3 separate regions of the Mus musculus genome follow, and all the other regions are linked to region 3. The links are chromatin contacts, called in public Hi-C maps. All regions are on one chromosome and are shown on one strand. Each heading gives the region's core, a stretch centred on a gene start, on an enhancer-like site or on the middle of the called end of the contact. The rest is flanking DNA. Distances are from core to core; before and after follow the strand shown. Region 1 overlaps Pibf1 (progesterone immunomodulatory binding factor 1). Region 2 overlaps Pibf1 (progesterone immunomodulatory binding factor 1). Region 3 overlaps Klf12 (Kruppel-like factor 12).

Region 1 (2,700 bases), core at 80-2,579, 770 kb after region 3:
GAAAACAGAAAATAGTGTACTGCCTCAAAATGGATCCACATTTTATAGCTACACAATTCTGTGGATAAGGCAAAAGGCAGTAGACTATTGCTGTATTCCCCACTGCTTTCTCCCCTGTGTTCTGTGGGAAGATGTCCACCTTACGTTCTCTCATCACTGAAAAGTGGATTGCATGTGCTAGGAGCAGCCATTCTTTGCCTCCCACAAGATAAGCAAAAGATTAAGTTTCTCATAATCCTAGCACCTAGTACTGTGGCTTTTATATAAAAGTTTTGTAAGTAATATTTATGGAAGAAGCAAGAGAGGACAATGTATAGAATTAGATGCAAAAAAATTATAAATATTTTTATAGAAAAAGAAGTAGACACAAAGTTTGCATTTGGCACCCCTTTCAAAGTGGAAATTTCTAGGTAACAGCTGAGTGAATCAACAGCCAAGTACCGTTTTCTCTTTTGAAATGAGAAAGCAATTACAAAGGGGAAACAAGTGCAATCTGAGGTATCAAGGAGACTGCCACTGCTTGATAGCTTTGTGTACTTGGAACACAACACACTTTTGACTGCCAAGGTCAATGAGACACACACACACACACACACACACACACACATTCAAGTTGTTTGCTATCTCCATGTAGAAAATACTATATCTGTAATTATAATTTTATGCTATAATGGTCTTATCTATGACCCTCTCCATATACCCACACATAACCCTGCGCTCCTTAAAGGCCTGTTCTATCTTCTCTGTATACCCAGTAACCCTTAGTCATTATAGCAGAAATATTTAACGAGTAAACTAATTATGAAAGATAGAGTCTAGAGTCCTAGGGCTTAGTATAGGTAAGTCAAACATAGACAGGGTTACTTCAAAATTAGTATATGCCTAGCAACTAATTGTTTCCCAGACAAAATTAAAGATTAAATAACATATCACCTCTTAAGCAATAATATTATATGTAGTGTGTGTGTGTGTGTGTGTGTGTGTGTGTGTGTGTGTGTGTGTGTGTGTGTGTGTGTGGTGGAGAGGCAGCATGAAAGAAATTTCTATTGCTTGATCTGTTGTTAAATGAGTGAGGTTTTGATTCACAAAAAATTGAGCTCTACCATTCCAATTTCTCTACGTATCACAAGCTTTTAAAAAAGAGGCTTGAATGGGGCCCCACCCTCCAATTCTCTTAAGCCCAAACAACAGCAGCTATTTTAGATACTCAGCATTTCAGAGATGAAAAATACACTGGAGAAAATCTATCACAATCTTCCTTTCAAGATAAGGCCATGATGAAACACCAGAGGAATACATGTCGATTCATGTCCATTGTTGCACTATTACACAAGTCAGGAAATGGAGCCAGCTTAGATGTCCATCAACAGATGAACAGATAGAGAAAATGTGGTAATACATTTACACAGTGGAATTTCTTGAATGGCAAAGAACTACGAAATCATGACATCTGCAGGAAGATAGCATCGATTATAAATTATAACTGAAAGGTAAATATTATGTTTTTCTTAATATATAGAATCTAGAGTTGAAAGTATGTGTCTGTATTTATGTATGTGGGGTGTGTGTGTGTGTGTGTGTGTGTGTGTGTGTGCGCGCACGTGTCTAAGAGGGTGGGAAGCAGAGTAGTGGAAAAACTGGTAAGAAAGCAAGCAGGAGCTGGTACTAACTTAGTGACCATGGTGACAGGGAACCAAAGAGAACACAGTGTAATGACACATCTATATTAAAAATCACCATGAAACATAGAAACAGTAAGTTAACAGTGAAACAAAACAAGGGACCAGCAGCCTGGAGGGCTGAATGGTTTGCATAGGAGTCCAGGTTTAAAGTCTAGGATCTGGAAATCACACAGTTTGTCCGTTTCTTAATTTCAAGTTTGTTTTCCTGAAGAATCTATTTTATAGTAACTATACAACCACTAAACAGAAGCTAATTTAACTTGCTGCCCAAACCCAACTTTAATTATAGGTTTCATGGCTTCAAATATCATATGTACATAAATCAAAGTTGATTCTGACCTCTCTCCCCTAAAACAATCATTACAATTATTTCTCGAATACATATTTTTTAAAATATCATCTGACAGTTTACTGTGGTGGTGCAAAACTGCATTCAGCATCCTTAGGGAGGTGTGGCAGGCTAGACTGCACGGCAGATTCAGTTTCAAAAGCTAACCTAAATAAAAGAACATCATTGGTAACGAGACATCCAGTCTGAACGCGCCTATGAGAAGTAAAGAGTACTCAATGAGGAAAGGAGACAGGCACATTTAAAAGCTGCCATGGAGCTGGGCAGTGGTGGCATTCGCCTTTAATCCCAGCATTTGGGAGGCAGAGGCAGGTGGATTTCCTTCCGAGTTCAAGACCAGTCTGGTCTACAGAGTGAGTTCCAGGACATCCAGGACTACACAGAGAAACCTTGTTTTGAACCTTCCCCCTAGGCTGCCCGCCCCCCCCCCCCAAAAAAAAAAGAAAAGAAAAAGATAAAGAAAAGAAAAAAAAAGCAGCCATGGAACCAAGTGGCAATTAGCCTGGATGGAATGAGGTTCTAAGCCATCTGGGCCAATTTGCAGTCTCTCACATAAAACAGACAAAAAGTGGTAACCTATGTGTCAAAGCAGACGGCTAGCACATGAAGTACTCCTGACTATAGCCAAACAGCCACTGAGGACACTGGGAGGGTGGCATCATCAAAGGG
Region 2 (2,700 bases), core at 79-2,578, 670 kb after region 3:
AACTCCAGACCTTGGGAAGAGCAGTCATTGCTCTTACCCACTGAGCCATCTCTCCAGCCCCATCACCACTCTTTCATTGACTGCTTACTTCTGAAATGCTGAAGTAAAGAGCAAGTACACATGCATAGACAAATATTGAAACAAGATATTAGAAGTTGGCCAGGCGTGGTGGTGCACACCTTTAATCCCAGCACTTGGGAGGCAGAGGCAGGAGGATTTCTGAGTTTGAGGCCAGCCTGGTTTACAGACTGAGTTCCAGGACAGCCAGAGATACAGAGAAACCCTGTCTCGAAAAAACAAAACAAAACAAAAAAAAACCAAAACAACAAAAAATTTAAGATATATTTCAGAAGTAAAACTGAAACATTTATCCCTAGAAATTTTATAATTTGTAACATAGTAAATTGTGAAATATATAATTTAAATAAATCAGTCAACTGTAAACTCTGTGAAAATAATTTGTGTCTCCAAATTCTTAGTTTCCTCTTCAATTTCTGTGTCTTCATTGTGATTTTTCTCTGATAAATCCTAATTTATGGCAGTGCCCATTATAAGGTCATATTAATATTCTAAGAAATGACTGAGCACTGCTTTATACTATCTGTAATTACTGTTTGATGTACAGAAATTAGTGGGAAGAATCAAATGAAAGTCTATATAATAACATTACTAAAAAACAATCTATGTGACCAGTTCTATAAGAATTGAGAAAAGCAATAATTAATCAAAGTAGCACAGTTCCTCAAATGTCGAGACAAAAATCTGCAAGGGTGAAATGAAGCTAACGAGATGCGTTTTGCTGTAAGACATCTCAGGTTATATTTAATTAAAAGTTATCAATTATCAAAATAATAGGAGGGCCTTTCCGAACTTAAAGAAAGATAATGAGCATTGTGGAAAAATTGGTAAATCAAAGGATTTAAAAAACAAAAACAAAAAACCCACTCCCACAAACTCTGGAATAAGTCAACTTCCCGAGGGGACTCAGAGAGGACTCAGTAGCCTCGGGAGCAGAGGCTGGAGGCAGTTCGGACCGGCTTCCTACTGTGCCATTCCCTCAGCGGAGCCATGCAAAGGCAGAGCTCCACAGAAACTCATCTGCACTTCTGTAAGAGTGTAAACTGCTCAGGGCTGTCAAAGGGATATGCGAATTACCTAGTGAATGATTACATAAAGCGCAGAACACATAAAACTCCACATAAATGCTGTACACTATTACTAACTTAGATGAAAAACAGGCATCAGAGGAAAACAGTAATTAAATGCCAATAAAGGCAAGCAGCTCGGCAGAAAAACAAACTGACAAGCAGAGGTAGGCGCCAGGGAGCCTACTGAGCAAAGCACTGAAAAGAATTAAGTGGTGTGCCGCCAGGCTCTAAGGCATGGTAAGCAACTGATATTTCTGAAATGCTCAGATTCGAAGCTATTTATATTTTATCTGAAGATATATACTCCTCAAAACGAATGTAAAATAATTCAGTAAAAAGAACTAGGCTTTTTCAAGGAGTGTTACATTCTTATACATACACACAGTGCTTAAACACTTGCTTATGTGCAGTTTTGTTCTCTCTCTTCCTCTGCTCTCCCCCGCCCCCCGCCCCAAACACTAATAAGCCCATTAAATAAAGTACAGTACGATGGGAATGGGTGTTGAAGTACTTGAAGGATACTAACTTAACTTTTCAAGAATAAAGCAAGTATTCCACAATTAAACAGCAGAACAGCCCCACTGTGGACCCCAAGCTGGGTGGGGTGGGGATAACACACAGTATTTGTGCTGCATCTCAAAGACAGCAGTTTGTTACAAGCAACATGAAGGCTTCAGACCACATTTCTGTGACTGGAAGATCTGGGAATATCCTCGCTATAGCATATTTACCTTTAACATGGGTATTTCTAAAATTCACATGATCCACTGTCCTGACAGCACTGAGCACATAGAATTTTAGTCTTTGGGGCTGGCGAGATGGCTCAGAGGTTAAGAGCACCAACTGCTCTTCGGAAGGTCCTGAGTTCAAATCCCAGCAACCACATGGTGGCTCACAACCATCCGTAATGAGATATGATGCCCTCTTCTGGTGTGTCTGAAGACAGCTACAGTGTACTTACATATAACAATAAATAAATCTTTTATATAAAAAGAAGAATTTTAGTCTTCAAAAGTCATAGTTTCTAACAATGGAAACTTACTTTTAAAAATATAAAGCTTGCATGTGTGACTCATAAAGCTACAAAACAAATCTCCTTACGAGCACATCTATCTGGAACGGTATATTACAGTTGTAATTGTTCATTTCACTGTTAATTATTACTTAGAAATTCATGTTTATGGCTCTGTCTCACCTGCTATATGAAAACATATTTCTGATATATTGTACCTTGACTTCCTGGATCAATATAGTGTGGCTTAGCCTTGTAAGAGAAGTTGACAATGTAGTCTTTCTTCTCTAACTACTTAGTTAAGAATAAACCGAGAGCTGACCGCCAGCAGGGAAAGAAAACCTATGCAAATCATTCTCTGTCCACGGCCCTCTCAGATCCAAAGGCAGATCACACTGTATTCTCCAGACTGACCGTCTCTGGTGCTGTGCTGAAGAGTTGACATGCTACTCTTAGAATACTTACTCCTTTAATGACACGGGAGCTCAAAGGAGGCACTAGCAACATCTTACTGTGAGCTTTCTGACAAGCTTCTGATGG
Region 3 (2,700 bases), core at 102-2,601:
CAATGCATACACAATTAAAGAAGAGTTTGGGAGTGCACATTTAAATAATTTCAATTTTAAAATAATCAACTCTGTTTTGTTACTGTGCCGCTCAGGTAGTGGCAGGAATATGTGAGCAATTATTTTGAAATAGTGTCATGATGGCAACCCCTGCCGAGGCTACATTGTTAAAGGAACATTACAAAGGAGAAAATGTAGCTCAGGAGTCATCACAATGTTGCCAGCAGGCCCACTGTTCCTACCCTCTCGTCTACATTGTATATTTCTTCCACACAATAAGGTATGCAGTGTATTTAAATGAAATTGTAGAAGCTTTAAGTTAATGGAGTCTTACTTGTACAGTGAATATCTACTTTTCATTTCCTTCATTTAAAGATAGTACAGGTATATTAAGTGTACATTCTAAAAGAAAATATGGCATCATTTAGGTTGTTCACTATTGTCTTAAGCAGGGGTTCTCAACCTTTGGGGCTCGGAGTACCTTTTCATGGGGGTCAACTAGGATCATTAAAAAACACAGATGCCTACAATATGATTCATAACATTAGCAAAATTACAGTTATGAAGTAGCAACGAAGATAATTTTATGGTTGGGTATCACCACCACCTGAGGCACTGTCTTGAAGGGCCGCTGCATTAGGAAGGTTGATAACCACAAAGTAATTTCAATGCTGTTTTAGCTCTCAGGTGTCAGTAATGCGTACAGCCACTAGATGGAGCACTAGACTCGGCTGTTGCAGCTAGTCTAGGTGGGAAATATGATGGCTCTCCTGCTGTGTGGGACACACTAAAGTGAAACGTGGCAATCAGAATGAAATGTTCCACAGAGCATTTCAACTTAGTAATGAATGGAAAACGGAGTTAAATTTCAAGCCAAGTTTCTAAAAATAATCCCAACATGTCTTTTCTTTTTCAATAAATATTGGAAATATTTCATATTACAAATTGATATTATGCCTCTGCCACAAATCTGGGGCGGGGGTGGGGGAGAGTCATTAATAGGGCAGTTTTGTTTAATGTTCATTAAAATTTATATTTATATTTATTTATTTGATAGAATTTATATCAAGTTCTATAAACTGAACTTGAGATAGATACATTTCTCATGTATCTGCCTTCATAAAAATAACTCATATCAGAATATTAGACATCGAAAGGTTACTTATGGAGGCTTGAAAATATGAACCAGGGATGATTAGACCGTGTCTGAAATCTGTCCTTATTTACATTTAAAAGTAAAGGAAACTGTACACTAATTAGCAACGCCTCCTCGGATGAAAGGGGCATGTGCTGTAACCGGATCACTGTTATTTATAAATTACACGTGTGATGCACTTAAGCCCCACTTACACCTACGCTCCCTCCCACGCGGTGATGCTAAGTGGCTCCAGATTCCACGGTCTCACTTTTCCCCTGACTCATCGCTTCTTATTGCTATTCATGTATTTCTTTCTTCTAAACTGACATCTCGATTTCTTTTTTTTTTTTTCCCTGAATAAGATTCTAAAGTGGCTTGGGGAGATTCTCGGACAGCTGTCCATCGCGGTGGCCTTTGGGTCCACCTTCAGATACATACAGTGCTACTTCTGATATTTGCGTCATTGCTCATGGTTCCTTGAACTCCCCTTTTAGGATCTCCCTCCTATCTCTATTAACTATAAGACAAAGCACACAGCCTAGTGATGGTGCTGAGATACCATCTAAAAACTGACTCTTTTCAGGGTAGAATCCTCATGGTAAGTAGCTTGTAAGTCCTGGCCAGAGTTCATGTAGTCTGTGAGCTGCATGGTTGTCTTAGTCTGCTTCTGCTGCTGATGTTACAGTATCACAGACTAGGCAAGATCTAAAGAATTAAGCTTGATCCTGATTTCTGGGTCTGGTTCAAGGTTGAAGGACTGCATTAGATGGTGGCCTTCTTGATATTGGAGTCCCGTGGTGGCTGTCACAGGACAGGAGACAGGAATGTTTGAGAGACTTATTTACTACTCCTTAAATGCCTCATGGTAGGGATTAAATTTCAACATGAATTTGGGTATTTGTTTGGTTGGTTAGTTTTTGTTTTTGTTTTGTCTTGTCTTGGCTTTTTTGTTGGTGGTAGTGGGATTTTTCTGGATGGTTGTTTGTTGGTGAGGCTGGGTGTCAGTCACACTCACACTACAACAAAGTGTGCTGAGAAATTTTAAAAAATGAAATATGAAATGTGAAGTGATGAAACTAAAGTCTGCATCTCTCTTTGTCCTGTAACTGATAAGCTTGGAGCAGCTACCAAAGGTGTGGCAATCTCACGGATTTTCATTTTTAGCTTTATCCCCAGATGTTGTAAGTCTCATTAAAAATGTGTGACTCAGGACATCAGTTTTATAACCGAAGCAGATAGATACAGTGATAACACATCCTAGGCCTTCGGCAGTCCTTGGCTGAAGTGGATCCAGCTATAGAGCTATGTCATTGTAAACTTATGGCTACAATTAAATAACTTTACTTGGGACTCTAATGGATTTGATATGTATGAGCGGTAGTTGTTTGGAAGTGAAGCTAACTGCCATTTAGTAAGCATACTATGTCACTGTCATAGTAAATAAACAGTTGTTTACATTCTTACTAAAATATTTCAGTTTCCCGTTTGAAAGGCCATATCCATGGGATGAGCTCAGCAACTACTGGTTGAACATTTTCTCCATTCCTATAGATGGAGTTTCA

What was found. Hi-C and Micro-C count contacts between places; a contact is called where the count stands out from the background.
Region 1: a Hi-C map of epidermal suprabasal cells shows a contact between it and region 3, with 5 times the contacts expected there. The contact joins two enhancer-like sites. A contact is called at or near these places in 2 of 15 datasets of contacts at CTCF or cohesin (the NIH/3T3 cell line and large pre-B cells), 45 of 484 Hi-C or Micro-C datasets (B cells, CD4 single positive thymocytes, CD8 T cells and 27 more), 1 of 115 datasets of contacts at active chromatin or transcription factors (embryonic stem cells) and 2 of 9 other capture datasets (adipose tissue and liver).
Region 2: a Hi-C map of cortical neurons shows a contact between it and region 3. The contact joins two enhancer-like sites. A contact is called at or near these places in 5 of 484 Hi-C or Micro-C datasets (cerebral cortex, cortical neurons, embryonic stem cells and 2 more), 2 of 115 datasets of contacts at active chromatin or transcription factors (SST interneurons and embryonic basal ganglia) and 2 of 9 other capture datasets (embryonic stem cells and pancreatic islet).

Annotation. Positions count from the first base shown.
Region 1 is chr14:99,125,525-99,128,224 of GRCm38.p6, reverse strand. All of the region lies in intron 5 of Pibf1 (progesterone immunomodulatory binding factor 1), which reads right to left. Among named protein-coding and RNA genes, the nearest start is that of Dis3, 27 kb to the right of the region's middle. Within about 2 kb of position 1,329, at least 8 of the 459 cell types and tissues checked have an H3K27ac peak or open chromatin away from gene starts, as enhancers often do. A contact at or near this core is called in epidermal suprabasal cells, where this site is marked.
Region 2 is chr14:99,218,464-99,221,163 of GRCm38.p6, reverse strand. All of the region lies in intron 15 of Pibf1 (progesterone immunomodulatory binding factor 1), which reads right to left. Among named protein-coding and RNA genes, the nearest start is that of Klf5, 79 kb to the left of the region's middle. Within about 2 kb of position 1,328, at least 28 of the 459 cell types and tissues checked have an H3K27ac peak or open chromatin away from gene starts, as enhancers often do. A contact at or near this core is called in cortical neurons, where this site is marked.
Region 3 is chr14:99,892,937-99,895,636 of GRCm38.p6, reverse strand. The region is part of intron 6 of Klf12 (Kruppel-like factor 12); the gene reads left to right. Among named protein-coding and RNA genes, the nearest start is that of Gm22970, 120 kb to the right of the region's middle. Within about 2 kb of position 1,351, at least 14 of the 459 cell types and tissues checked have an H3K27ac peak or open chromatin away from gene starts, as enhancers often do. A contact at or near this core is called in cortical neurons and epidermal suprabasal cells, where this site is marked.